Linked DNA regions of Hordeum vulgare: region 1 is linked to region 2. A link is a contact called in public Hi-C data. All regions are on one chromosome and are shown on one strand. The core of a region is the stretch at or near the end of the contact, and the rest is flanking DNA. Distances in the headings are between cores, read along the strand shown. Region 1 holds the start of LOC123407187 (kinesin-like protein KIN-UB). Region 2 holds the start of LOC123412312 (AT-hook motif nuclear-localized protein 18-like).

Region 1 (7,158 bases), core at 1,541-4,040, 170 kb before region 2:
AAATATCGGTATGCATGCGAACTAGAGACTTACAATGCTATTTTTGTGACTATTTTATTCGACGCTTTCGAAGGGACATAAATGTCTTGATAATATCATCTTCATCAACTTGAAAGAAAATATCCCGTTTAATAAAAGTGACTAGACAATCATCCAAAAGACTATCTCCCATCTTACTTCGTAACTTTGTTTTCACTAAAACCATTGAAGAAAATACCCTTTCAAATTTTGCTATTGCCATTGGTAGAAGCAATACCAATTTGAGGAGCTCATAAACCAAATCATACACTTTGTGCCTCTTTATTTGAACGCCAAGATCGCCGAGATCGCGTCAAGATCAATAGTCCTGCGACCGTGTGGCTGAGAACCTGTAATATGTATTGCAGCAACAACGATCAATCCACAATCAAGCGCAGAAGGCGGCCAATAGTCCTGTGTGTACTGATTATTGAACGCCAAGATCGTCGAAGTGACCAACGGCGCGAGCCAGGCGGCTGGCTGATCAATCAGACGATTCAGACGGGCCAGGCGGACCCTAATGCTGCAACACTCCGTCAGGAGGAGGAGGCCGTGGCGACCGTGTGGGCGTCACTTTCAAACCGTCGGCGTTGCACGAGGATGAGATGATGAGGCGCACGCTGCTGATGAACCGTCGGCGCCTCGGCGGCTCGGTGGTGCCTCGAGCCCTCGATCCAATTGGCGTCGGACTCGGCTCCCCTCTCCAATCGCTAGCATGGGCCGCGTGGGCGTGGCCTGTGGCCACATGGGCTTGATCCAAGTGTTTTTTTTTGTTATATAAATACATGTATATATACTATAAACTTGCAGTAATTTCAGGGTATGCCGGGGCATACCTGGCATACCCTGTAGCTCCGCGGGCATCAGGGTTGTGTGGATGTTGTGCTGTTGTGTTCATCAACGTCCGCGGGCACATCTTGTCTTGGCCGAGTGGGTGAAAACGAACCCAGCTGCTGCTTGCATGGGTGTGATCGGTTGTGCCTACCCACCGATGGGTAAATCTCCACCGAACCTTAATCTGCAATCCAAGCAAAGAAATACTGCCCCAACTACTCCCTTCGTTTCATATTATAAAAGCGTTTTTCAAGGTTATCTATCTTGAAAGACGTTCTTATATATACGTATTACTTTTCGAAAAAGGTTAAAAAGAAATACTGACACAAAGGAATATATTATTACTATACCTGGCTAGCCAGCCAAGCCAAGCCTACCCTTTTCTTTTTTTCTTCCCTATATATAAGGTGAAATAAGGTTCAGTCATCGATAGGTACAATGAGGACATGGTGCATGCACAGAAACACAAAAGGTCGATACGTCCCCTGCAAGAACAGTGACCGCAGGGAGAGATGTGTACGTACGTACTCCCTCTGTATATATAGATTTGTAGTTAATCAAATTTTTTAGAATTTGAGCAACTTTATAAAAAATAGTAGCAACGTATATGACATTAAAATGATATATTTAGAAACTTCATATAAAGATGAATCTATTGATACTAATTTGATATCACAAATGCTAGCACCTTTTTTTAATAAAGTTAAACAAAGTACACTTATTACCGGACAGAGGGATTACGCACCTACGTATTTGGGTATGTGGTGCAATTGGAGTGTCACCGTCGGGGTCAGGTGAGGCGCGTGTTGCGTTTCGTCCGGTACAACCACAGCCTACAGTGAGTCTACAGGCCGGTCTCCATATCGGTCGGTAATTAAGGTCAGATAGCTCCTGCGCCGCACCGTCACTTGAAAGGAACATACATACAGATGCAGATGGCGACGTCTCCGTCCCTTGCTAGCTTGGTTGCGAGCGAGCGAGCTCCCCGGCCGCACGGAAGATGTCGAGATCGGGGGATGGAAACATGGCGCCAACCAACCGGATCTAAGATGCCGTGGTACGTACATACAGTACGTACGTATGCACCCTGTGGATGCAGCCAGCGTGACACTGACGGTGACGCGATCGATCATGCTGTTTGCCAAGGCAAGGACGGATAGAGGGGAGTCGAGGTGCTTCTTTTGCTGCCAAGACCCATGCCAAAGTCCTCTGAAAAAAGGTGCATATATCTTCAACCCTTATCCGTAAAATTCACTCTTTTGACCTTTTATTAACAAGTTAAGCCGGATTTGTTTTTGATTATATTTTTTTTCCGGATCCGACCCTTTTAGCACCGCCAGAACTTTCGGCGGTAGGGTGAAACAACCTAACGCCGAGGCCACTGACGGTAGAAAAATGGCCCTATCATCAAGGGGTCCGGCGGTAGACACTCGCGCGCACTGTGTCCGTAACTTACAGATCTTTTTATGGTGGACGTGTAACCCTACCTCCACGGGCCTCGGCGGCAGGTTGGTATACCCTACCGTCAAGGGTCTGACGGTAGCAAAAGAGTCATTTTTTTTAACCAGGATCAAATTCGGCTTAACTTTTCGTAAAAAAGTCAAAAACAGTAAATTTTACCACCCCTATCACCTTTAGCCCACCCCTATGGCTATGGAGATGGACCATTAGCTAAACTGATCGACCACCACAAGTGTAAAAAAGGAGAGCGAGGCAGCCGGATTCAAACGCTCCACACGGCCGCACGCGTCGTCAACAAGCTGCCCGGTGGGACCGGCGGTTTCCCATGGCCCGCCCGCCGGAAAAAGCAGACTGCCGGCGGGCCCACACCAGCCGCATGAAGAGCCAGAGATACGGCCCACGCGGCCCAGCAGAGCTCCCTATTGTGCAGCGGCTCGGCTCGGCTCGGCTCCGCCCCGCCCACCAACCCATCAGCAGCAGCACAGCAGCAGCAGCACTAGCAGCCAGCCTCCACCCTCCCTCCTCCTCGCCGGCCCTCCACCCCCCTCCCCCCGGCGGGCCCCGCGCCCCTCACCGCATTTATTCTCCGGCCTCCGTCCCCGTGCTCCCCCCCTCCCCTCCCTCGCGGCTCACCGCCTCCCCGTGATCTCTGTCACGGACGCCGCCGCCGCTGCCTATAATGGCGAGCGGCGCCAGGAACGGCGGGCTGGGGTCCAGGACGGCCGCGAAGATGGACAGGCAGCAGAGCTCCACCGCCACGCCCAAGGCCCCCGCCGGGAAGCCCCGCCTCTCCGCTGCCTCCGGCGCGTACCGCCGCACCAGCTCCGGCCCGCTCCCCGCCGCGGGGGGCCGCAACTCGTCCGAATCCGGAGGTTGGTGCCCCCGCTCCGCTCGCATCGCTTCAACGGGATCCGGATTTGGATTTGCTGTCATCGTTATCCACGGGAGGTTTGTTTTTGGGGGGTTTGCGGTCCGGTCCGGTCCGATCCGCCGCATTCCGCCGGCCCTCCGCGATCCGGCCTGCCCGCTTTGGCCTCCGGATTCCGAATCGCCGGCGCGGGCGACCGTGTCTCTGTTGGATGGTGCGATCGCTTCGGGGGGAACCTCTTCGGATTTGGATTTTGGACGGCCGTGTAGGCTCTGCTCCTTCGGCGCCGCCGCCGCCCGCGAGCTCGCCTGAATGACGGCCGTGTGACGTGGCTCCCCAGCCACCTCTGCACCGCCGCCTGGAAGCTGTAGAGAGAAGAATAAAATGGTTGAGATGCGCTTGGTGAATGGGTCACAGTATCCTTGGATCGCACCATTCCTCCTGCTAAATCAATGGCGGATGCCGTGCTGGTCGTTTTTCTTTTCGTTTCTTTTCACATTACAAAATAGAAAACGCTGTTTCCTCGACGGGAGGACATTGCTGATGCAGCCTTAGTTGTGCTTGGACCATTGCTGTTCGTCATCCAGCTGCCTCGTGCACCACTCACGACGGCCCTGCGCCCAGCCACCACGGCGCCACCTACCCTTCGAAATTTATTTTGTACAGTTTACAGTAACTGCGAATGGTACTGAAGAGCACGGCTTGGTAGATGTGCATCCATAATTTTCTTGAATGTTCCCCTGTTCTTCTCTTACTGAATTGTGGTCCGCATTCAAAGTAGGCAATTGGCTTACCATGTCCGGGAAGTGCCCTGTGATTGCAGAGCGAGAGAGATCACTTTGTGAAATGGAGGACACAATTTTCCTATCAGAGATGAAATAAATCAATGCTTCTTTTGCTAGATTTTTTATCGCACGCTATGCTTTAAATTTGGTTGACATGGTCATTCCGAATCCGTAAGCAAATTTGCATGCGTGCGTGGTGATTTTGATTTGACCTGGAGCGTCCGCGTTTCTTTAATCAAATGAGTTTTGCCTCCCCCATTTTCCTGCAGTTTCAAGCAGAGTTAGAGTTGCTGTACGGCTAAGGCCTCGGAACGCAGAAGAGCAGGCGGCGGATGCTGATTTTGCCGACTGTGTTGAACTCCAGCCAGAGGTTTGATCTCCTGTTTAGCATACTGCGCGAAACAAGATTCTTTCAAGTTTCCTATGTACTCACTGGATGAACGTTTGATGTGTAGCTCAAAAGACTAAAGCTTCGTAAAAACAATTGGGAGTCCGACACATTTGAATTCGATGAAGTGCTTACAGAGTTTTCTTCGCAAAAGAGAGTGTATGAAGTTGTTGCTAAACCAGTTGTGGAGGTATGTGAACTTCTAACCTTTATCATTTTAACCTTTGGAGTAAAACCTGTTCATCCTTTCTCGTTTCCATGACTCTATGTTACATCAGTAATCACAGTAGCTTGTGCTCTTAGTGAAACCTCTAAGAAACAACATACGTTTGCATGTTGCAAGCTTGTTGCTCTTAACCTTATATTTTTGTGGATAGATATTTAGCAGAACTTCAAATGACTTTTGGCATGGGTGTTGACATGTAATGAAATCCGAAACTTTAACCAATTAGCTGACATGATAGACGAAACCTGGAGTTGAACTCTTGGAACTTTCTAATAGTGCCATAGCCTTCAGTTTTACTCCTGCCATTTGTTTATTTTTACCAATAGTCCAATACTCCTGCTATGTGTTACTTTCTTACCAATGTCAACGATGTCCTCGTTCTGCAGAGCGTTTTGGAGGGATATAATGGTACAGTTATGGCATATGGGCAGACTGGTACCGGCAAGACTTTTACGCTTGGGAGGCTTGGTGATGAAGATACTGCTGCACGGGGAATCATGGTCCGTGCAATGGAGGATATTCTTGCTGATATAACCCCTGAGACTGATACAGTATCACTATCTTATCTACAGGTTTGTGATGCTTGGCTTCTGTGTGATTTTATCTTGTGCCTTCGTTTTGAATTTGTGCACTCTAACTTTATACAGTTCTCTGACCTAACTCTGTATTGGGTTGTCGATGCAGTTGTATATGGAAATGATACAAGATCTCCTTGATCCTGTAAATGATAACATAGCCATTGTAGAAGACCCAAGAACAGGGGATGTTTCGTTGCCTGGGGCCACTGTAGTTGAAGTTAGAGACCAGAAGAGTTTTATGGACCTTTTAAGGATTGGTGAAGCTCATCGTGTTGCTGCAAACACAAAGTTAAATACAGAGTCATCTCGTAGTCATGCAATTCTCATGGTAATCTTTATGTTCTTTGATCTTGCTGCCTATTAGCACATGATTACGACTACTGTGGTTATTTTTTTGACCTTCTGTGATTATCTTTGGTGAAGGTAAATGTCAGAAGGGCTGTAAAAGGTAGAAGTGAAATGAATGTTAGTATGTCTGCTGAAAATGGGCATTCATCTTCAATGATGGACTCTCTACGACCACCTATTGTCAGGAAAAGCAAGCTTGTAGTTGTAGACCTGGCAGGATCGGAGCGAATAGACAAATCTGGTAAGTGCATTCTCATCGATAAAATTTGGCACATTTTTTCTTAAAAATGTCATGCCCTCCTACAGTTTTATATCTTCGTCTTGAGATAATTGTTTTTACTGTAAACTGCAACCCTGTAGAGCTGAAAATTGATGTTGTGCAGGAAGCGAGGGTCATACATTAGAAGAGGCGAAGTCTATTAACTTGTCCCTAAGTTCACTAGGAAAATGCATCAATGCACTTGCTGAAAGTAGCGCACATGTTCCTGTTCGTGATTCCAAGCTTACTAGGTTGCTTAAAGATTCATTTGGAGGTAAATTCCCTTGGTTTGGTCAAAAGCGAAAATGATTTGACATAGCTAGGTCATCAGCCATCTTTTTGCAAAGCTAGGAAGGCTTGCCTTTGTGCGCCTTGTTGCCTGTAGGCTATCGCAGTAATTTGTTCTCACAGATGTGCTTCTGTTGTTGGATTTCATAGGCACTGCAAGAACATCATTGGTTGTGACGATTGGTCCGTCTCCAAGACATAGGGGGGAGACTACGAGTACAATAATGTTTGGACAAAGAGTATGACCTCGCACTAAGATGTATTTAATGGTTTTATTCTCTTATCTTGACCAACTGGCCATCTCATGATTCCATGGAAGTGTAGGGAAACTATTCTGATTTGCTTTGTTTCTGATTTGCTTCGTTTGTGGAATAACATTTACTTTCATGTTTCATTCTAGGCAATGAAGGTTCAGAACATGGTGAAATTAAAGGAAGAATTTGACTACAAAAGTTTGTGTAGGAGACTTGATATTGAATTGGACAAGTTAATCGCAGAAAATGAAAGGCAACGTAAATATTTTGATGATGAAATTGAACGAATAACAGCAGAAGCGCAATACCGTGTTGCTGAGGCTGAAAAGGAATGCAAAATTTCTTTAGAGGTTTGCTTCCATCATAATGTTCTTTTACTTCTGTTTTGTGTGCGTTGAACTCCATGAAGGCACTATTTCTAGGAATTTGACCGTGCTTCTTATATGCTTTTACCTTTAGTTAGAGAATAAATATAAGATCTGGGACATCAGTAGTCTTAATTTCCTAAATTCCACAGATAAGCTTGGTTCTAGGTCTCCACCATAAACTAACTTCTGTTTTGTGTGGTTTCTGATTGCAGAATGAGAAAATGAAGTACCATCAAGAATACTTGGACTCTATAAAGATACTAGAAGAGAAGTGGAAAGTACACCAACAATCACCCAAGAAACAGGTACATTTGTACATGATTAGATCAGCTTTACTTATTGATTATTTGGTCAGTTATGAGTTAATCTTGCAAAACATCAGTTATGATGAAGTGCCACATCTTTTGTTGTAAAATCTGAAAATGATTACCCATGCAATTTTTGAAATGTAGATTAAAGAACCCGAGCCTACATCAAATGGTG
Region 2 (7,439 bases), core at 1,212-3,711:
GGCACCACCAGGGTTGACCAATAGCTTCTAAAAATATACCAGGGGGCTCAACCTGTCAATGTACATGTTCGTGAATATATGTATTTTAGGCGGGCACTTTAACAGTTTCCTGAAATTTCTGTATGTCCGAATGGCATTGATTTGATGAAACCCATATTTAGCTAGAAACATTTCTTCAAAGTAACCAGAATCCTCGGAACGACATCCGGAACGCAGTTTGACATGACATATATTGTACTAAACTTAAAATGTAGGAAAATTATATATTGTAGTATATGTTTGATGAGAACATTATTGAAGATACCATTGTGCATATGTGTATATGTCAAGCATATAGCTAATTCCTACATTTTCTTTAGATAACAACATCAATCCTTTTGTGAATGTCTGACTCACACCATTGTCCAAAACATTATGGACAGACAGGGTTCTAGGAATTGGACCATTCGAGAAGCATTTTTGAGGTATTCAGTGGTTGCTGGTTCTCTTATCACCTATAGCCAGGTATGTGCGTGTCTCAAAGAGAATATAGCACACGGAGACACCTGTGAGCATATATATGTCCGGTCCGAGACATAAAATATAGCAAGGTTGTGCGTCTGTCATATGTGTGTGGTGTACTGGTGTAGTGGTTGGGCTTGTTGCTAGAGGTTGTGCAGCGCTGTTCCAGCCAGCAAACAAGCAACCAAAATGGGAAAACAACATACTAGAAGAACTGGTGAGGTTGTTCGTGTGACTGATACCATCTGTCTCTGTAACCAAGTCATCGATCGATCTGTGTGTCTATGTATGTATGAATGCACAAGCATATAAAAAATATGATCGATCGAACTGGCCCAAGAGAAACAACAAGGGAGTCACCCATCATCCTCCATAAAATACGCAGGTTTGTTCAAAGCTAGCTAGTCATGCATGTAGCATCAGGACAAAGATAGAGACAGGTGGATTAATTAAGATATGAACCAAAGAAAGCTTCTACTACTTGATTGTAGTTACCACTAAGCCCTTCCTCTCCATTGTTCCTACATGGTGGTGGTGTAGCATGCGTTGCTTGATTTGGTAAAAAGGGGTGGAAGGTAAAAACATAGAATTTAACATTAACACACTACATAAGAAACTCTAGTTTGTTTCACCATGGTCCATGGATGCTCTTGCTACTTTGCAAGCAGTCTGTAACAACTAACAACAGCACCATCGAGATCGATCGGTTGATTGATTGAGTGATTGATTGATGAGGAGCATAATTAGCAGAGGAGGTAGGAGTTGGTAATGGATGAGCTCTTAGCTTCTGTTCCGTCCCTCCATGCGCGTTGATGGATCGGTTGATGATCAGTAGGGCGAGACGCGGCCGCCGGTGCCGCCGGGGGTGGTCCAGCCGTAGGCGTCGCCGGGGAGCTGGAGGCCGTTCAGCAGGTTGTGGGGGAGGTGGTGGTCTGGCGTCTGCGCCAGGGAGGACGGCTGCTGCTGCTGGTGGTGTGTCGGCAATGGGAGCGCCGGAGGGGAGGAGTGCGCCTGCGCGAGGCCTTGCGCTGCGGATGGCTCTTCGTCGTCGAGGGGGAGGCGCTCGTAGGAGGCGTTGCCGAAGGAGGCGGCCATGATGACCACGGGGCCGGAGGCCACGAGCGCGCCGGCGACCGAGCCGCCCACGACCTGGCCCTGGCCGCCGGAGACGTAGACGGTGAGCCCCGTGGCCGACGGAGGCGCCGGCGGGGGCAGGAAGGAGCCGGAGAGCGAGAGGATGTCGAAGCAGCCGGCGAGGGTGGCGACGGCGCCGCCGGGCTGGCGGACGGAGACGTTGGCGACGGCGCCCGTGCCGCTGAGCACGCAGACGCCGACCTGGCGGCGGCGCGCGAAGGCGGCCACGCAGTCGACGACGTCGCATCCGGCGGCGACCTCGAGGACGTGCGCCCGCAGCGCGCTGGCGCTGTCCCGCGTGATGATGACGGGCGGCTTGGGCTTGTTCTTGGACCCCGCGGGCCGGCCCCGGGGCCGCCGCATCACCGCCAGTGCCTGCTGCTGCTGTTGAAGCTGCCCCTCCTCCCCTCCTCCTCCGCCGCCCGCGTGCTGCTGCATGGACCCTCCTCCTCCTCCACCACCACCCATGTGCTGCTCGCCCTCGCCGCCGCTGTTGCCGTTGTTGCTGCCGCCGCTGTTGATGGTGGTGTTGCTCTCGTCGACGAGCTCCTGCTTGGCCAGCATCCCGCCAAGCAGCTGGTGGTGGTGGTCCTGGAAATGCTGGAACGCCGGGTGCTGCTGCTGCTGCTGCTGCTGCTGCTGCGGTTGCTGCCCCGGGAAGTGGCCGTGGAACGGGTGGAACGACCCCACGGGCGGCCCGAAGTGGTGCCCCCCGCCGTGCGCCGCCGCGGCCACCGGATCCATCGACCAAATCCTCGCTCCCCTCGCAAGCAAGACGCGACGCGGTGACGACGACGACGACGACGGTGGAGCGGGGACGGAGCTAGGGAGGAGAGGAGGTGGTCAAAGCTCAAAGGCCGGGTTTTGCGTTTGGTGCGGTGCTCGGAGGAGGGTAGGGGGGGAGGGGGGGTTAAGACAAGCGCGTAGATTGGGGTGGGGCGCCGGGCCCACAGGAAGGGCGAGGGTGGTGGTGGGGTGGGGCCCACGGGAGGAGCTCCGGCCCTGGGGTCGCCGTCTCCTGATGGCGATCGCGTCGGGCGGTCAGATATGGAGATGAGATCAGTGCCGCGGCTGGTGCTGGCCACGTCGCCGGCCCCCCTGACATGCATGTCTCGCTGCAGGCTGCGGGCAAGCGCGGTGTTGACCGTGCGGGCCGGTGGAGCTATACCCATACCTCATCGCCTCGCCGCCCGCTCGCCCGCCCGGGGTTTGAATCGTTTTCCTACCCCCAGTTTTCGGTGGAGATATATCAAATCCGCGACGCAGATAAGATAACAGCCTCTCAAATTCAACCCACGTACATTTTCAAAGATTTTGTTTGACAAAGTCATCTGTCATGAGAAAAGTTTCATCAAACAATTCCAAAATTAAAGAAAAACCTTTGATTATTTCGGCTTGGCTTACGATATTCCTGTCAGTGAATAACTAAAACCCTGTTTAAGCGGAGCACACATGAGGGGGGGGGGGGTGCTAGATTCATTTTTAAGAAATATAAGTTGACGGGGTCTTGGACCCTATCGTTTAAATGCAATATATAGAGGGCGATAGTTCAAAATGTAGTTCGTTTTCGTTATTATTATTGGTATGAAATATTTATTCAATTGTTGTGATACGCTCGGCCGTCGCCACGGGGACTTGACTATTTGGGTTATTTCTACGGGGTTGAGAATATTAGTTTCTGTAAGGGGGCAAATTAAACCAAAATAGTTGTGCTCCGCTTGCTCGCCCTCTAGGGGACTTGACCATGACCATTCATTTCAGTGATTGGGCCAGTATAAATGTTTTCCGCATTGGTCTGCATAAATGTTTTTGGCATTCGTGTGCATAACAATGCTAAGCAGATCATAAGATACACTTAACAGAACTGTAAAGCTTTTCTGGCAAGAAAAATTGATTGCATTGGCCTTTGTCATTCAAATGCGGGATATAGACGGGGCTACATAAGAAAAAAATAATATCATTGACGCTATGTCGTGTTAAAATCATACTGAGTTATCAGTGGCCTAAAATCTTAGACTAAATTCAGACCAAAATTCATTTATTTTTTGAAAAGTTTTTTTACAAACTTTCCTCTAAAGCAACACCGAAATTGTGATCATTTTTCTCGACCACCCCGTTTGACTACGCACATTCAATTCTTTTTAATCATGAATTACTTAACTTTTTTGCACAAAACCGTGTGACCGAATGTGTCTGTCACAAGGTTCTTCCACATTGCATCGTAATGCCAAACATAGCACTCCATATACAAGAGGGAAGTGGAATGTTTTTATGATAAGAAGAAAGTTGACTAGCTCAAGCGTTATCAGGAATCCCGCATATTTTCTTTCTGAAAAGGAGGAAACGCCGCCGGTTTCTGCGCCCTTACCTTGGCATCGATTAATGCACACGACCCTACGAGCCCGGGATAAATGGGTTGGTTCACACAATTTGATATGGTGAAACTGCCGGCGCAAACATTGAGGAGAAGTGTTGTTTGGGGAGTTTGCTGGAAGAAATTTTTGAACTTCATTGATGATACTATAGACCGAACTTTTGTGAACGTATCATGTAGGCTATGCTCTATATGACATGTAGTCTCATAAACATAGGTATACATATCATGGTACAAACAGTGGCGGAGACAGCACCCGGCGAGCCGGGGCTGCTGCCCGGGCTCCCATGGGGCATGTGAATGGAGCTCTAGTAGTGAAACATGGTTTACTTCATAGTTTTTTGGGCAAAATCTAATTAACTTGGCATCATGTATATCTTGCCCAGGCTATAAATTTGAGCTGGCTCCGCCACTGGGTACAAACATGATAGGTACAACATTTGTCATAGATGATGCCTTAGAGTGTGTGCTATCAAACTTCTCTAATTTGCCTAAGGACAATACTTTTCAAACTTAGGGCCCGCATGACTCTAAAATCAAGTGAATATGAAAAACATAGGGTCAGTCTGCCATGCTCATTTCAATCCTACATGATTATGGTTTGGTTCATTGCACCTTAGAAAAACAGAGGATTCTTTTAAAAAGGTTTGAGTGGATGCTAAAATTCCTATGAAATGTAGTACAAAGAAATTCTTAGGAAATATTCCTATATAATTCAGTCCTATGAATAAAATAGCTAACATAGGAAACATTCCTCGGGATTCAAATTCTCCAAAATCCCTATGAGAATCCTTTCAATCAAAGGGGCCCTTAACTTGTATCATGTAAAAATATTTAGTTTGATCAAATGGAACTAAAAGGATTATCCATGATATTTTTTCTCAGTACAACAATTTTATAACTTTTTTGCTTGCATATTCGTATGAAAAAATATTGGTCAAAGATACACACAAGAGACCTTACCATACCAGAACGTCATCTCTGTCCGAATAGGAGGAGTGCCTGATATCATACACAAGTTGACCGTTTCGGAGCACCATGCTGAATTTCAGTTATTCCTGCAGGAGATATATCTGAGATAGACAGATATGATAAAAATTGCATAAGATAGGGGGAGGGCCCGGGGATTAATACCAGAAGATACAGAACACAAATACTACGCAGTACGCACTGAGAGCATGATGCATGTAAATCTTGAAGTGTGAATATGCGTTTGCATGGGAAGTAGTAAATGACTAAACGTACTACGTGGATCGGCGTCGATCTTTCTCCACACACGTGTAAAACCTTACGTAGGAACACGCGTGAAGCTGGCTAATTTTTGCCGGTCCTTTCCATGCAGGAGATATATTCATATATAATGAGGTTGAATCACAAAAGATAGGGTGACGTTGTGTTGCTAACACCGTTCGGTTTTCAGCGAGGAGAATGGCAAAAGACTTATTAATAGGGCAGGTTCGCATATATATGTTGCCAAAACTTGTAGTAGGCGCTTTGCATGATAAGTGATGGTAGGAGTAGTATACATCTTTCGTAGTTAAGTTGACTATTTGCTGCACGAACATTGGCCCATGCTTATTTTCCACCATCTCTTCATTTTGTCTTTCTTTTTGCTATGCCATTTCGTACTGAAGTTGACTTTTTCAGTTAGGTTTTTCTCTGCTATGCTTATTTTCCACCGTATCCTGTATTTTTTTATTGTCTCGCGTGACTCTTATTAGTGCTGATTTGCACACCCTTTTTTTTTCTAGTTGAGAGCAAGAGTCCCAACTGGTTTGTTGAAGAGAAAACATAATCCAAACTGCCTCTCTGGCTCTTTGTCCTAGTGTTTCTGCCCCGAAAACATACGGTGCTTGGTCATACGATTTCGGTATGATGCCTGATCTGGTGGTGGAATGCAGCTTGCTTTCACGCAAGGACAGTTTGATCTACAATGTCGTATGGCTGTCGTGGCCGTTCTCCCTCTCCCTCCCATCCTCTCTCTGCCTCTCTCTGTGTGTATCCTCCATGGTTGTCCTCACACCCGTCGTTGCTTCCGTCCAAAAGCGGATTCAGGCCCCCAGCCAGCCGCCCGGCTGCCTGGGACGTGGAGGGAAGTTTTCTTTGTTGACTGTAGCTATTGTGTTGTACCGTAGCTACAATACTCGAAGGTGGCCTGTGTAGGGATTAAACCCAACGTCCGGGTCGTACTGGTATACGTTTCCGAGTAGGTTTGCTGGTAGGCTTTTTTATACCTATATATATACTTGTATCCCTACCCCTTGTAGCATCAGATCAGAAAGATCAAAACGCAATAAAGCAATAGATACGAGCTTGTAGCAGCCACCGACGCCGAGTTCTGTTGATCGATCCGTCGAAGTGCATTGGCTCGGTACGTACTCCACGGCAGCACGCGCGAATACTAGACTAACAAGCAATCCATTAAGCTGCTTGCTTGGTTGCTTGTTCGTTGATTGCTTGTCTAGCTTGCACGCACAGATCGTTGGGTATACGAGCTAGCGGTTTAAAAGCCAACAATTGGTATCTAGAGCCTTGACGATCTACGATCTACGATGACGGACAGCGTTGCTGAGTCGGTCAAGTCCGGCAAGGGCGGTGCCAAGGCGAACAAGAACGGCGACAAGGTGAAGAAGGGCGTCAAGTCAGCAACCAGTGGTGGAGGAACGAGCGGCGCCAACGTCCAGGCGCATCGCAACATCCCCATCCAGTACCCGATGCTCACCGACGCCAACTACGGCGTGTGGGCGGTGAAGATGAAGATTATTCTTCGATCCCTTGAGTGTGGGAGGCCATCACGGACGACGACGTCGACGAGGAGCGCGACGAAGATGCCATGGCCGCCATAGCCCAGTCTGTGCCGGATTCCGTGCTGATGACATTGGCGGAGTTAGAGACGGCAAGAGAGGCGTGGAACGCACTCAAGGAGATGAGGATCGGAGAAAATCGCGTCACCAAGGCACAGGCACAAGTGCTGAAGCGCCAATTTCACAAGTTGCAGATGGAGGAAACTGAATCGGTGAACGACTACGCCGTGCGTCTTACTACTTTGGTGGGAGAGATCCGCGCGCTTGGTGCAAAGCTCGAGGAGACCGAGATTGTGGAGAAATTTTTCAGTTCGGTGACTGATAAATTCACGTACATCATCGGCACGCTCGAGCAGCTTTATGACATCGACGACATGACCATAACGGAGGCGATCGGATGCTTGCGTACATGGGAAGAGAATGCTCGTGGCTGTCGAAAAGGCAATAGAGGAGGTAGTGACCAACTCATGTACTCGCGTGCAGATTGGGAGTCGCCAAGTAGCAAAGGAAGGTGTAATGACAATGATGGGTCAAGCAACGCAACGCGCGGCGGACAAACCAGAGAAGGCAAAGGAAAAGGCAAGCCACAAGGTCGTGGTAAGGCTGACCGATCTAAAGGGCGGAAG

What was found. A called contact is a pair of places that touch in the nucleus more often than the background predicts.
Region 1: a contact with region 2 is called in a Hi-C map of seedling, with 5 times the contacts expected there. The contact joins the promoter of LOC123407187 here to the promoter of LOC123412312 in region 2. A contact is called at or near these places in 3 of 6 Hi-C or Micro-C datasets (leaf and seedling).

The regions. Positions count from the first base shown.
Region 1 is chr7H:23,903,061-23,910,218 of MorexV3_pseudomolecules_assembly, reverse strand. It overlaps LOC123407187 (kinesin-like protein KIN-UB), which reads left to right and starts at 2,790. Exons shown (of 19, transcript XM_045100265.1): 1 at 2,790-3,185; 2 at 4,236-4,336; 3 at 4,422-4,544; 4 at 4,967-5,152; 5 at 5,265-5,486; 6 at 5,582-5,747; 7 at 5,890-6,039; 8 at 6,204-6,292; 9 at 6,454-6,657; 10 at 6,888-6,980; 11 at 7,128-7,158. The coding sequence starts at 2,993.
Region 2 is chr7H:23,733,372-23,740,810 of MorexV3_pseudomolecules_assembly, reverse strand. LOC123412312 (AT-hook motif nuclear-localized protein 18-like) reads right to left here and starts at 2,461. Exons shown (of 1, transcript XM_045105266.1): 1 at 845-2,461. The coding sequence starts at 2,379. The coding sequence ends at 1,330.